Regions from separate parts of the Mus musculus genome. Here region 1 is linked to region 2. Evidence: chromatin contacts called from public HiChIP or PLAC-seq data. All regions are on one chromosome and are shown on one strand. Each heading gives the region's core, a stretch centred on a gene start, on an enhancer-like site or on the middle of the called end of the contact. The rest is flanking DNA. Distances are from core to core; before and after follow the strand shown.

Region 1 (7,005 bases), core at 2,492-4,991, 240 kb before region 2:
CTCTGCAGCCCACTGGGCAGAGAGCTCCTAAGCCACAGAACATACCCCCAAAGGCAGGTTGCCTGTCAGAGTTCGCTGCTCAGCCCTGTCTGGCCAGGTCTTCTGCCCTCTGTATCAGCCCAACACACATCCAGACCCAGAAACAAGGAACAAAATCTGAAACCGCGGTGGTGCCTACGCAGGCGAAGCAATGGGAGGCTTCGTTCTCACCTCTCGAAGTTTGGGGTTGTTCTTCTTCCAGTGTTCATATAAAAGTCGTTCAGCAATCTATCAAGAAAACACAGGAGACGTGAGGTCACTATTCACATTCATCCACACTTAGACAAGATACAACAGAAGTCAGCTTCTCTCTTCAGTGATGACACCCCCGTCTGCCGTTAAATCCTGCTGCCTTTGCACACCAGCTCTGGAGATGGGGCATCAGAGCCAATCGGAAGGGCATGGACAAATGCCTGTCTCAGTGGACCAAGAGTCAGCTAAGATCTGATGCTATGGCTGGGTCCCTTCTAGGGGCAGAAGTTTCCAAATACATACTAAGCTAAAACACACAGACTGCAACTAGTTACCATAGCCACCCAAAACATAAAATATAGCGTTCCCAGGTATTGGTGGGACCAGAGAACTGAAAAAAGTGAAGGTGAATCCCACACAGTGACTTATAAGCCGCATACCAAACACTCCCTATAAAGGTACATAAGAGTGGATGCTGGCTTCCTGTCTGCTTCCCCTTACTCGTGCTGGCAAGCTCATCTCTCCTATGACCGTGGCCAGTGTTACCTGCAGAGAGACTCTTCTGCAGTGTACTGTGTGGAAGCATCAGGTCTCAAAAAAGCCTCTGGCCAATGAGCTGAGGCAGGATTAGAAGGTGAGGCATGGGGAGGGGGGGGGGAGAAAGAGGATTCTGGGAAATAGTCAGATGCAGGAGATTCACCCCAACGCCGGCAGAGACAGACACATGAACCTGAGCAGAGGTAACTAACAGCGTGGCACGGCTTAGGCTAGTTTAAACAGGATGACTGAGTTATAAGCTCGTGGGAACAAGCCAAAGCTATTGGCGTAGGCGTTTATTCATAGATAAAAAAAATCTCAGAATTGTTATTTCAGGGAACAAAGAGGCCAGGTGGGAAAGCGTGAGGTTACAATGACCTCCAACTTCTTCAGGGTCCTAACACAGACTGAAAGCCAGATGTTCTGCAGAAACCCTCCCAGACTCCAGCACCAGGCAGGAAGCGCAGAGATATCTGAGCCTCATGGGCTCAACAACTGCGGGATTTCTGGTCTGTCTGCTGTGGGACAGCCACTGCTGGCCAACCTGGACTACATCCTCAAAGGGCCAACAAAACGTGGTTATACACCCCAGCTGGCACTAACAGGTTACCAAATGAGGTTCAGATCATTGTTACGTGCTGAATCTCAACTCAACACGGCTCACATTTCAAAGGCTTGCTCTGGTCCAGGCCGGTGATCCACCTTTAATCCCAGCACGTGGGAGGCAGAGGCAGGCAGATCTCTGGGACTCTGAGGCCAGGCTAGTCTATAAACAAAGTTCCAGGCAAACCAGGACTACACAGTGAGACCGTTTCAAAACAGCAAAAGCAACATTGAAAACAACTGCTCCCTAGCTTCCAGCACTGTTCAGGGGAGGCAGGGGGCGTTTAAGGGGATGAGGTACTAGCTGGCGGCAACAGTCCACTGTGGTGGGTCTCTGAACCCTCTTCCTAACATCCTGTTTCCTGAGCCAGCGCAACTTGAGCTCCATTGGTCACAGGCTCCATGCCTTCCTCATTACAATCGCTGGAGACCCTCAGAAACCACGAGCTAAAAATAAGCCTTTCCTCTCTGGGGGGTGGGGGTGGGGGGTTGGAGGCGGTTTTCCCCATGGGCTCTAGTCACCTGACCATCTCGTCGGAACAGGCACCCGAGAACAACCCCGTAGGCGCACTCGTCCGTTCCGGCGGGGATGCTACCGCCCTGCAACCTGCTTCCGGACTAGGGTAGTTACCAGCTTCCTCTGTTCTTCTCGGGCTGACTTCAGGTCCTGGTGCTGCTCGCGGAGCCTTTGCTCCCGCAGGCCCATGCTCAGCCTGAGCTCATCCAGCTCCGCAGCCAGCAAGTCCTGTTCCTCCAGGAGAAGCTCTCTGAGCCTCTCCCGCCGGAGCTCCAGAATCTTCCTCTTCTCCTCCTTCATCTTCTCACAATGGTAGGCGTGCATGCTAGGTTAAGGAGTTCCCTGGACATCAGTCACACCAGGTCACAGTTTGATGTACATTTCTATGTAATTCTTGGGGGGGGGGGCTAAACACCTACCGAGAAGACACTAGCGCTGCCTTCTGGTTTATCTTTTAAAATGTACAGTACTGCCGGGCATGGTGGCGTACGCCTTTAATCCCAGCACTTGGGAGGCAGAGCCAGGTGGATTTCTGAGTTCGAGGCCAGCCTGGTCTACAGAGTGAGTTCCAGGACAGCCAGGGCTACACAGAGAAACCCTGTCTCGAAAAATCAAAAAAACAAACAAAAACAAAAACAAAAAACAAAAAACAAAATGTACAGTACTTCTCCCCAGCACAGCACAGTTTCCAGCATCATCAGGAGATAATTCAAGCCACAGTCCCTAAGCCCCTAGGCTACATTCCCCGAACCGTGGTAGGAACCAGTGGGCAGGACAACACACAGACACTTGCCTCCGCTGGTAGGAGATCTTGGAGCTCCATTCGATCTGTTTCGAGTTGTGGATGTCCCAGGTCCTGAAATAGCGACTGTTCTGTTCCCACTGCTGGCGAAACTGGTCCTCCTGCTGATGCTGGCGCTGGCGAAGATCCATGTGTTTCCGGCTGGACCAATAAGAGGGCAACGTGGGGAGAGCCATCTGAAGGAAACAGCAGTGGGCAGAAAGTAAGCCAGTTGTAAAGCCAGGGACCGCCCCCCTCCCACTCGGATGCCTCCTCTCTCTATTGATGTCACTCGCCCCTTGGCTGCACCTTTCTCACAGTTTTAAAGCCCCACTCCCACTCGGATGCCTCCTCTCTCTATTGATGTCACTCGCCCCTTGGCTGCACCTTTCTCACAGCTTTAAGGCCCACGTTCCCACCCTAGGACAACCGAATGATCAAATTTTGTGAAGGAGGCCCATGCCAGAAAGTTTTAAAAGATTTGCCACCAAGGCTGCAAATTATCAATTTAAATAAACGTGCACTGTGTCCAGTAGTGGCCAGCCATTATCAGGGAGATTGCAGACATAGAAAATGTCCTGACATGCCTGGGATAGGAAATAGAGGTTTTTTACATTCTGCATAAAAACTACAGTGACAAGCAGGTCCCAGGGGCATGCCCCAGCGGTCCCGCGTACTTTGGAAGCCGAGGCGTGAAGAGATCACTTGAGTCCAGGAGTTCAAAGCCAACCTGAGCAAACCAGAAAGCCCCCTGTCTCAAAAAGCAAGCAGAAATAACCTGCGACAATGATGTGAAGATGACGGGTATGTGCCAAGCGCTAGGCATACAACTTTTTACAGGTCCCGCGGCTACAAGGATGCCACGTCCCCGCCCCTCGGCCCAGCCTAACCTCTGACTCATGCACTCCGTGTCCGAAGTTCGCGGAGAAGGGTCGCCGGCCTTAGCTCGATCACGCGCCCGCTCGCTCCGAGGGTCCCCAGGCGCCCACTGCACAGACGCCAGCCGTTTCCTCGCCGGTTGCCGGGCAGCCCGCGGGACAACGGAGCACGGCGATGGACAAACTTCCTCCCGCGCGACACCCGCCGCTCTCCAGGAAAAAGGAATGGTGGGTGGTTTTTTTCTCTGGCGCCACCTGGCGGTGGGAGGTAAATCGACAGTACTTGTTAGTCCTTGATGTAGGGTAAGGAAAAGAAACCTTAGTGACCCAGTCAGGATGATGGGTGGGGGTGGGGGGGTGGGGGTGGGGTTACCGGAGGAAGGTGGAGGAGTGAGGGTAGGTTTAATGAGAATCATCCCCTGGCCAGAGTGAGGAAATAAATGATTTGCAAAGATCCGCGGGTGTGTCCCGTAGGCAACGGAGGCCGAGAACCCGAGAACCGCTGGCCTCTGTAATGACCTCCGTCATTGGTACACTACTGTAGCCTTAAGATTGGTGGTGAGGGGCTGGTGAGATGGCTCAGTAGGTAAGAGCACCCGACTGCTCTTCTGACGGTGGCTTTGTGAAGGTCTGGAGTTCAAATCCCAGCAACCACATGGTGGCTCACAACCATCAGTAATGAGATCTGACTCCATCTTCTGGAGTGTCTGAAGACAGCTACACTTACATATAATAAATAAATAAATCTTTAAAAAAAATTGGTAGTGGGTACAAAGTTTTTTGTTTTTTTGTTTGGTTTGGTTTGGTTTTTCGAGACAGGGTTTCTCTGTATAGCCCTGGCTGTCCTGGAACTCACTTTGTAGACCAGGCTGGCCTCAAACTCAGAAATCTACCTGCCTCTGCCTCCTGAGTGCTGGGATTAAAGGTGTGTGCCACCATGCCCGGCTTGGGTACAAAGGTTTTAATAACTGTAACTCGCATGGTTGCTTACGTCCATGCATTAACTACCTAATACCAGTAAAAAGAGAAAGACATAAAAAGGGATTGGGCATATGTAGCATGCTCAAAGCTCTGAGTTCAAGCCCTAAAATAATGTACAATATTAAAATAGTATTTTACTTTACTAAATAATACTAAAATAGTGCCCTCCACGAGAATGTAAAGATATAGATAAATATTCGATCATTCCTTTTTGTTTTGTTTTGTTTTGTTCCTTTTGAGGCAGGGTATCTCTGTGTATCCCTGGCTGTCCTGGAACTCACTCTGTAGACCAGGCTGGCCTCAAACTCAGAAATCCGCCTGCCTCTGCCTCCCAAGTGCTGGGATTAAAGGCATGCGCCACCACTGCCCAGCTTCGATCATTCTTTTTTCTTCTATTTTCCCACCCACTTCCTTCTGCCTCTGCTTCCCAAGTTTTTCTGCTCTCTCACTCCTCCATTCTGTTGTTCCTCGTGGTGCCTGCCTGATGTTTCTGTTTCACCTGGAGCTGGCTGTACAGTGTTGTTGGCTCTCCACAGCCAATAACCAGGTTCAAACCTGCAGCATGCCAGAGATGGCCAACCTGGGCTGGTCACTCTCTGACCCTAGGGCTACCCTTTCCCAGGCTCCGTCTCCAATGGGGGAGGAGGTGGCACCCCCATCTGGCATGATTAAGCCAGAAAGAGCCATCAGGCCATTGAAGGAGCCCAGTACACACATCTGTTGACAACTCCTTGAGCTGTACTGAGAACCTCAGGCATATGTGAGTTAGATCCGGAGAAACCTGGGGTTCATTTCTGATTTGTTTTGGGCAAGCCTGCTTCCTTCTGGGCCTCAGTTTCTTCTACAGTAGAGTTGCCATAGAAACCCACCTGCTCCTAAGAGTGGTATGACTTCAGGGACTTCCTCCTGCATTTCCTCTCCTCTTCCTCCTCTTCCTCCTCCTCCTTTTCCTCCTCCTCCTCCTCCTCCTCCTCTTCTTCTTCCTCTTCCTCCTCCTGCATTTCCTCCTCCTCTTCCTCTTCCTCCTCCTGCATTTCCCTCTCCTCCTTTGAAAGAGGGTCTTGCTGTCCAACCCAAGCTAGAGGGCACTGTGTAGTTGATACTGGCCTCCTGCCTCTGCCTCCCAAGTTCTGGGCCCGAGGGCTTATGCCTCACACACAGCTTGTCCCTGGACCTCACACTGGCTAACAGTTCCACTGGCACCGCAGCTACTGTTGGCTCACAAGCTGCCACCTATAGCTGGTTAGCCTATGTGTAAAGTGTCTGTTCCATCCAGAAATTGGGAGAGAGATTTGATTATCCCAATTTGAGTCTCAACCGAGCCTCAGACAAAGGTATTCTCCCTTGCCCCAGGAACCACAGCTGAGGCGTGAAGGCTGGAATTTGAACCAAGATCCATGGATGTGGGGCCAGAGCCCAGGCCCTCCCTATCCTGATTCCCCTTCCCTGCTGCGGCCGCAGTGCCAAAGCTGGATATGGCTGGCTTATGGGTTTCAGGCTAGCCTGGGCTATAAAATAAGTCTCAAAAAAAAAAAAAAAACCCAAAAAAACAAAACCCAGGCTCTGGGAGATGTCTAATAACTTGAGTTCAGATCCCTGGAATATGAAGAAAGGAAGGAAATAAGAAAGGAAGGAAGGAAGGTGTCTTAGTCAGGGTTTCTATTCCTGCACAAACATCATGACCAAGAAGCAAGTTGGGGAGGAAAGGGTTTATTCAGCTTACATTTCCACATTGCTGTTCATCACTAAGGAAGTCAGGACTGGGATTCAAGCAGGGCAGAAATCAGGTGCTGATGCAGAGGCCATGGAGGGATGTTACTTACTGGCTTGCTTCCCCTGGCTTGCTCAGCCTGCTTTTTTTTTTTTTTTTTTTTTTTTTTTTTTTTTTTTTTTTTTGGTTTTTCGAGACAGGGTTTCTCTGTGTAGCCCTGGCTGTCCTGGAACTCACTTTGTAGACCAGGCTGGCCTCAAACTCAGAAATCACCTGCCCCTGCCTCCCGAGTGCTGGGATTAAAGGCATGTGCCACCACGCCCAGCCTTCAGCCTGCTTTCTTATAGAAGCCAAGACTACCAGCCCAGAGATGGCACCACCCACAAGGGGCCTTTTCCCACTTGATCACTAATTGAGAAAATGCCTTGCAGCTGGATCTCATGGAGGCATTTCCTCAACTGAAGCTCCTTTCTCTGTGATAACTCCAGCCCGTGTCAAGTTGTACACAAAACTAGCCAGTACAGAAGGAAAGGAAGAAGGAAGGAAATCAGATGTGGTATCACTGGTCTGTAATCTCAACTCTTCTGTGGTAAGATTGAAGGTAGAGGTAGCTCATAGACCAGATAAGACAACGTCTATGCTTTGGCCGGTGAAGCCAGAGAGACCCTGCCTCAAACAAGATGGAAACTTCAGAACCAACTCCTGAGAGATGTCCTCTGCTTTCCACACACATGCTGTGGCCTGCACTCACATGTGCACACACACA
Region 2 (6,752 bases), core at 732-3,231:
TCCAGAGCCAACAGGGTGGCCACCTCGGGCGAGGGAAACCACTTCCTGACTCCCCCTCCCTCCCTTCTTTCTTCCCTTCATTATCTCCATGTTCATTCCGGAACCTCAAGCAATTATCACAGGCCACACACCTGACTTGTGGGTGGGACAGAAGTGAACAAGGTGTTAGCTGCCTGCCCTTGGCTGCTGAGACAGTGGGACTGATGTATCCCCACAAAGAATGGCAGGACCGAGAGGAGGAGAGCCATGGGGAGGACCTCTGGGAAGGGAAGGACTGCTGGGAAGGCAGGAGGACCGATAGAAAGGCTCTGAGCCCTGGGCTAGCCAGGCGAACAGGACCCAGGGGACGGGGTGGGGGGCTATTTCAACCCTGCTCCATCTTTCTACACACCCTATGTGATTCACGCAGCAGCCAAGAGAGTCCTCATTGTCATCTCCTGTTCTGGGATGAATCTTTCTTGTAGGCAAACCAGGGGTAGGGGCAGAGGCCCGCAATTACTTCATCAAGGGTCTTTCCTGCATGTCTTTGGGTTTTACTGCTGTGAACAGACACCATAGCCAAGGCAAGTCTTATAAAAAACAACATTTAATTGGGGCTGGCTTACAGGCTCAGAGGTTAAGTCCATTATCATCAAGGTGAGAGCATGGCAGTATCCAGGCAGGCATGGCACAGGCAGAGCTGAGAGTTCTACGTCTTCATCCAAAGGCTGCTAGTGGAAGACTGACTTCCAGGCAACTAGGGTGAGGATCTTCTGCCCACACCCACAGTGACACACCTACTCCAACCAGGTCACACCTATTCCAACAAGGCCACACCTCCAAATGGTGCCACTCCCTGGTCCAAGAATATACAAACCATCACACTGCACTACCTCCACTGTGACAGCCTGGCCCAAGGGGGTCATGGAGCAGGTAAAGTGAATGATGGCTCAGGCACCGGACCAAACACCCCCACACACCCTGCTATACACAGCCACCCCGTAAGCTGGTTCACCATCTAACTCCATGTCTAAGATGAAGAATCATGTTCAGCCAGGCACTTGGGAGCTGAGGCAGGGGGTTTGCTACGAATTCAAGGCCAACCTGGGATGCATAGAAGGCCTACATGTCTGGATAGTTACAAAAGTCCCGGGTAGGGTCCACAAGGTGGTAGCCCCCTCAAAAAAGAACCAAAATAAAGATGAAGAATGGTTGGAGACTCAGAAGGCACAGTTTGCCCAGTGTCTCTCAGCCAGCTCATGGGAGAGCTGAGCTTTGAGCCCGAGTCCATCTGAGCCTTTTTTTTTCTTGTCCACTGTCCGGGCTGCAAGATGGGGAAGGAGGGCGGTGGAAAACAGGGCCCCTCAGCGCTCCTTGAGAGAAAGCAGGTCCCAGGGGGACAGTACCCTAGCTGCTCCATAAATAACCAGGTCCCTGGGCCCTGGCGGCAGTGGCTCTGTGTGTAATACAAACAGCTCTAATCCCCTGTCAGTTAAGCTGGATATCAGAGGAGACAAGCTTCCGAGCGGGGAGGCCTAATTGAATGGAATTGAAAAGGCAGAATGGGGGGCGGGGCCTGGGAGGAGGGACGGGAGCGTGCAGTGGCCTGGCGCAGCTGGCTGGGGCTCCGTGGCCAGTGAGGCCTCATTCCAGCCTCCCCCCCCCACCTCCCCCAGGCAGGGAGCCAGGCTGGGGGCGGGGTGGGGTGTCGATGGGGTCGGTGGGGGGGGGGCCCAAGCCAGGATGCCCCGCCCCTTTCTCTGCTGGCTCTGCCGTTTTTTTTTCTCTCTCTCTCTCTCTCGCGCGCGCTGACCCTTTCTCTGCTTCGTCTGTTATCTCAAATAATGTCACTGCCTCTTTACAATCTATTCATCAGAGCAGAAAGAAGCCAATACTGACAATGATAAAAAAAAAAAAAAAAAAAATCTGTGCCTCCCGGGGACAGAGCAAGCTCGGTTCCAACCGCTGGCGCCCTGCTGGCCTGCCATTTCACCGCGCCTGGGTAATCAGATTCCACAGGGCAGTCCTCCCACCCCAGGCCCCCAGAGTCCTCCCTAGGGCTCCTCTCCCAAGGAGGACTCACCCTGGGGACCTTTCAGCTCACAGAGAGCTTTGGCCTGGTCTTTAAAAAAATTTTTTTATCTTTTCTTAAATTGGTTTTTCATTCTTTCTTAGTATTTTAAAAACGGAAATGTACCATAACAGCCAGTTTTTTGGAATCTCATTTTCAAACCAGATGTGACAGGAATGGTGGTGGATGTCTGTAATCGCAGCATTTGGAGGATGGAGGCAGAAAGATGGGAAGTTCAAGGTCATCCGCAGCTATGTGGTGAACTGGAGGTCAGCCTGGGCTATATGGAACCCTGTATAATATATATGAGACATAGATAGATAGATAGATAGATAGATAGATAGATAGATAGATAGATAGACAGACAGACAGACAGATAAACTAAATAGAGGGCTGGGGCCAGAGCTGAGGGCCCGAGTTCCATATCTGCACCTGACCTAACAGAAAGGCTTGAACAGCTCTACCCCTCCTCCAGGGCAGCAGCTGGCTGGGGCTAGGCCCAGGCAGTGCCCGTTACAACCCTGCCCCAGCTGGGCTGGAGGTTGGTAAGGGTGAGGCATAAGAGCAGGGACTTCTCAGGGGTGCCAGAAGCTATGAAAACCAAGGCCAGGCCACAGGACTGGACACCACAGCCTCAGAAACAGTAAGGAGACCAGCGCCCATGGAAGGCACGCCACTCTCTTGTGCCATGGGGCGGCACAGAAAGCAGCTCTCTGAACATCGCTCTCTGAAGAGCTCTTTGTGAGACAGGTGGGAAGTCCTGAACTTAGTGTCTGTCTCAGATACGTCAGACCCAAAAAGCCATGTGGCTCCGGCATCTGGGGAGCCCTCAGACCTTGGGGTTGGCTCTGGAGAGCTCAGAGGGTCACTATGCAGGGACAAAGGCCTAGCCGAGCAGAGGTTATTATCTCAGCGGTCAAGCAGGGCTATGTTAGCCTCTGCCCTTTTCTCCAGCCCTTAGGTCTGCCAGGGCTCTATCCAGTGTCTGCAGTCCTTTAGGAAGCCTGGGCTCACATCCCAGCTTATTGCAAACATACTGTGTCTAGGGCGGGGGCGGAGGGGGGGCGGCAGGGGCGGGGCACTTCCCAGCTCTGTGCCTCAGTGTCTCCATCTACAGTGTGGATCCTTGTGGCTCTGTTGGAGAGTCTTGGTGGACTCTCCTCTTTGACAAGGCAGGTGGCTGGCGACCCCAACCTAGAGGGCCAGGTGTGAGGGCTGCCAAGGACAGGCCAGCCCATGTGCTGAAGCACCCCACCCCCACCCTGTGGGGTCACAGGGGGCGTGGAACAGATGTGTTGTCTTGGCAACAGATGGCAGGTGCACAGGCCCAGGAAGCCGCTTCCTCCAAGGTCAAGTCCTCTAACTCCCAGAGCCCGGGCGATCTGGTGCGCAGGCACTGTGGTTGGGGCGCAGTGTCCAGCTCAACACAGCCAGGCCTGCCCTGCTGCCAGCCACCTAGAAGAGCAGAAAGGCAGCTCTTTCTGCCTCTCTTCCTTGAACCCAGACTTCCTCTCCAAATCAGAGAATGAAGGGTGAAGTCTCCCTGGCTTCGGCCTCCTCTGTCGCCAGGTTTGAAGCCTGGATCTGCAGACCTGAGAGCTCTCAGGTGACCTCTCTGAGCCTCAGTTCCCCGCTGTAGGAACAGTAGCAGTCCTGCTTCCTGGATGTTCCGGCCACAGGTGAGATGGGCAGAGGAGCCAACAGCACCAACAAGGAGGTGGCTTGGTTAAAGTCCTATGACCGGCAGGGGCTGCTGGTCCGTGAGATAACGGCAGATCAACTCTTGAGTACGGGGAATTCGAAGGATATCTATCAGTGGGAGGGGTAAAGAAGACAGGAGGACCAAGGTCTTAACAGTGAAAAGACACAGTTTCTATGGATAAGGAGACAGAGATCCAGAGAAGGCAATATACCAGTTTCCAGTCACACAGCAAGCTGTCGCTCCCGGCCTCATCCACTGGCCACTTCTCTCAGGACATCCCATCTACCCGCGGGAGGCCAGAGCATCTCAGAATGCACACTGTGCCTGGAGTCCAGAGACCTGAGGACTTCAGCCCTGATCCTGTGACTTAGAGCAGGGTCTTCCCTTCTGGGCTTCAGTTTCCTCAGAAATAAACTGGGGCTCATGTATGTTCTTCATGGGCTTGGAATGAATGGAGAAAATGAAGAGCCAGAGTGTCCTGGAGGGCTGGACAGCCCTGGTCGCCTCTCTGAGGCCTGGTCAAGTTCCCTGCACACAGTAGGTGTGAGGCCTGGCCTAGCTCCCTGCACACAGTAGGTGTGTGGCCTGGCCTACCTCCCTGCACACAGTAGGTGTGTGGCCTGGCCTACCTCCCTGCACACAGTAGGTGTGGGGACCTGGCCCAGCTCCCTGCACACAGTAGGTATGCTCATGACACGGGGTGGAGCCTGCTCACTCTAGCCCATGAAGGGAAGTAGCACCTTTCTCTGGAAGAAAGAGGAAGCCATAGGGATCTTGGGAGGCCTGGGAGTAGCCTGGGGAAATGCTGCTTCAGCCTACACATCATGAAAAGGCCCCTGAATGGCTTCCAAGTCATCTGAACTTCACAGTGAGAGGGCATGAGGGATCAGGCAGAGCTTGGCCCAGAACAGGCTCACACATCTCATCCCTGGGTACAAGCTGGCTCTATTAACTGATGTATTCAGGCCTCCCTGACCCTCCCTTATACAAGGAGGGAGCTGGGAGGGCTTGGGAGGGGAGGAAGTCCCTTCCTCTCTCTTGTGCTGTGACCCCTTTGTAGGGCCCCAAGAGGATCCAGCCGCCAGAGGCGGGGCCCATCCCCGTTATCTGACATCTCATTCATCACACAGGTCTATGGTGAGGAAGAAATAAATGAGACAGAAAACTCAGATTTGACTAGATGCGAGGACTCAGCAGCCCTGGGCCTCGGGCCTCTGTGGAATCTCCGAGAGCACAGCGAGGGCCTGGCACAGCTGCCTCGCATCCTGAAACAAGCTCTGGTCAAAATCAGCCAGGCTGGCAGTGCTCGGATCCAAGCCGGTTGCCCAGCCTGTCTGAGGGCACACCTGCCCGGCTGCCTCTCTGTGAAATGGAAGAATTATTCTGCCACTACCCAAGATGCTCTGCAGCTAGAAGCTTGAGGCCCAATGTCGTGTGCGAGCAAATCCAACATTAGCTGGCAAACCAAACAGCCCGGCTTGGTGGTGCACTCCTTTAATCCCAGCACCTGGGATGCAGAGGCAGGCAGATTTCTGAGTTCGAGGCCAGCCTGGTCTACAAAGTGAGTTCCAGGACAGCCAGAGCTACACAGAGAAACCCTGTCTCGAAAAACCAAAAACCAAACCAAACCAAACCAAACCAACCAACCAAACAAACAAACAAAAAAAACTCCAAACCAACCAAACAAACAAAAAAAGATTTATTTATTATATATAAGTACACTGTAGCTGTCTTCAGACACACCAGAAGAGGGCATCAGATCCCATTACAGATAGTTGTGAGCCACCATGTGGTTGCTGGGAATTGAACTCAGGACTTTCAGAAGTACAGTCAGCGCTCTTAACCGCTGAGCCATCTCTCCAGCCTGCTCTCACACATTTCTTTCTTTTTTGTTTTTTTTGAGACAGGGTTTCTCTGTGTAGCTCTGGGTGTCCTGGAACTCACTCTGTATGTAGACCAGGCTGGCCTTGAACTCAGAAATCTAACTGCCTCTATCTCTCAAGTGCTGAGATCAAAGGCATGTGCCACCACTGCCCGGTGGAACTCACGTTTCTAGTGGCAGTCTCAGAGCCAAGAGCCCAGGCTAGAACCAGAGGTCCCAGCTGCAGAAGTGGCTCTCCACTCCTCACTGGAAGACATGAGCTAGGAGCCAGGTGGCCAGGAAAGGAGCGACTTTTCTGGGAGCTAGGGATGAAGTGAGCTGGATCAGGTGACCCAGGACAAAACCGGAGGGCAGAGTGGGCACAAGGAAGTTGGCAGGCCAGCCAGAGCCCACACCAAATGCTGCCCCATGGCACCAGAAGAGCAAAGCTTCACAGAGGAGAAGACACCAGCTCCCATCTGGTACATCTGCATCCTGCCTCCCCATGGGAGGCCCTGCTGTGCACTGGAGGCTGTGCTGGGTGCTGTAAGGGCCCCAGGGGTGGTAGTGGCAGAGGGTGCCAGGCTGTGTCAGAGCAGAGAAGTTGAGGGTGGGATGGGGGTGAAGCTGGGCGGCACTAGCAAGTTTTCCAACAGTGGATAGAAGAGCATCTCTGACCGGCAAGGCTAGGGTTTTAATCAGCACCACGGGATGCTGATGTTTCTGGGAAACACCTTGCCGTTATTCAGAACAAGACTGCAGTGAGCATTGACTGAGCACCCACGGTGTAGCCAGCATAGCACCAAGGGTTGCTGTGTGTTCTCTCGCTTGATCTTCATATGCAGTCTGAATGTGACTCTGTTCACCTCACTCTCTAAGAGAAAGCCTGCCAAGGTGACTTGGCCCAAGGCCGCAAGGCCACAAGGGTGAAAGAGCTGGAATGGAGCCTGCTCGGAGCTGAGCTCAGCCACCAGGTTGGCGTGGCAGAGGTGACCTTGAGGTCCTCTGACTTAGTGACCTCAGGCCTGAGCATACACTGGAATCACCCAGGAGCTTAAAGAAGCTACCAGTGGGCCAGCAAGATGGCTCTGCTGGTAAAGGCGCTGGCTGCCGGGTCTGATGGCTTGAGTTCAATCAGC

What was found. HiChIP or PLAC-seq counts read pairs in DNA pulled down with a chosen protein or histone mark.
Region 1: an H3K4me3 HiChIP or PLAC-seq map of forebrain shows a contact between it and region 2, with 2.5 times the contacts expected there. The contact joins the promoter of Tchp here to the enhancer-like site in region 2. A contact is called at or near these places in 4 of 115 datasets of contacts at active chromatin or transcription factors (embryonic limb bud, embryonic stem cells, forebrain and 1 more) and 2 of 9 other capture datasets (adipose tissue and pancreatic islet).

The regions. Positions count from the first base shown.
Region 1 is chr5:114,704,515-114,711,519 of GRCm38.p6, reverse strand. It overlaps Tchp (trichoplein, keratin filament binding), which reads right to left and starts at 3,741. Exons shown (of 13, transcript NM_029992.2): 1 at 3,560-3,741; 2 at 2,682-2,866; 3 at 2,003-2,213; 4 at 211-267. The coding sequence starts at 2,866. Gm34931 (a long non-coding RNA gene) reads left to right here and starts at 3,701. Exons shown (of 3, transcript XR_387595.3): 1 at 3,701-3,775.
Region 2 is chr5:114,462,425-114,469,176 of GRCm38.p6, reverse strand. No RefSeq gene overlaps it. Among named protein-coding and RNA genes, the nearest start is that of Gm34722, 14 kb to the left of the region's middle. Within about 2 kb of position 1,981, at least 122 of the 459 cell types and tissues checked have an H3K27ac peak or open chromatin away from gene starts, as enhancers often do. A contact at or near this core is called in adipose tissue, embryonic limb bud, forebrain and 1 more, where this site is marked.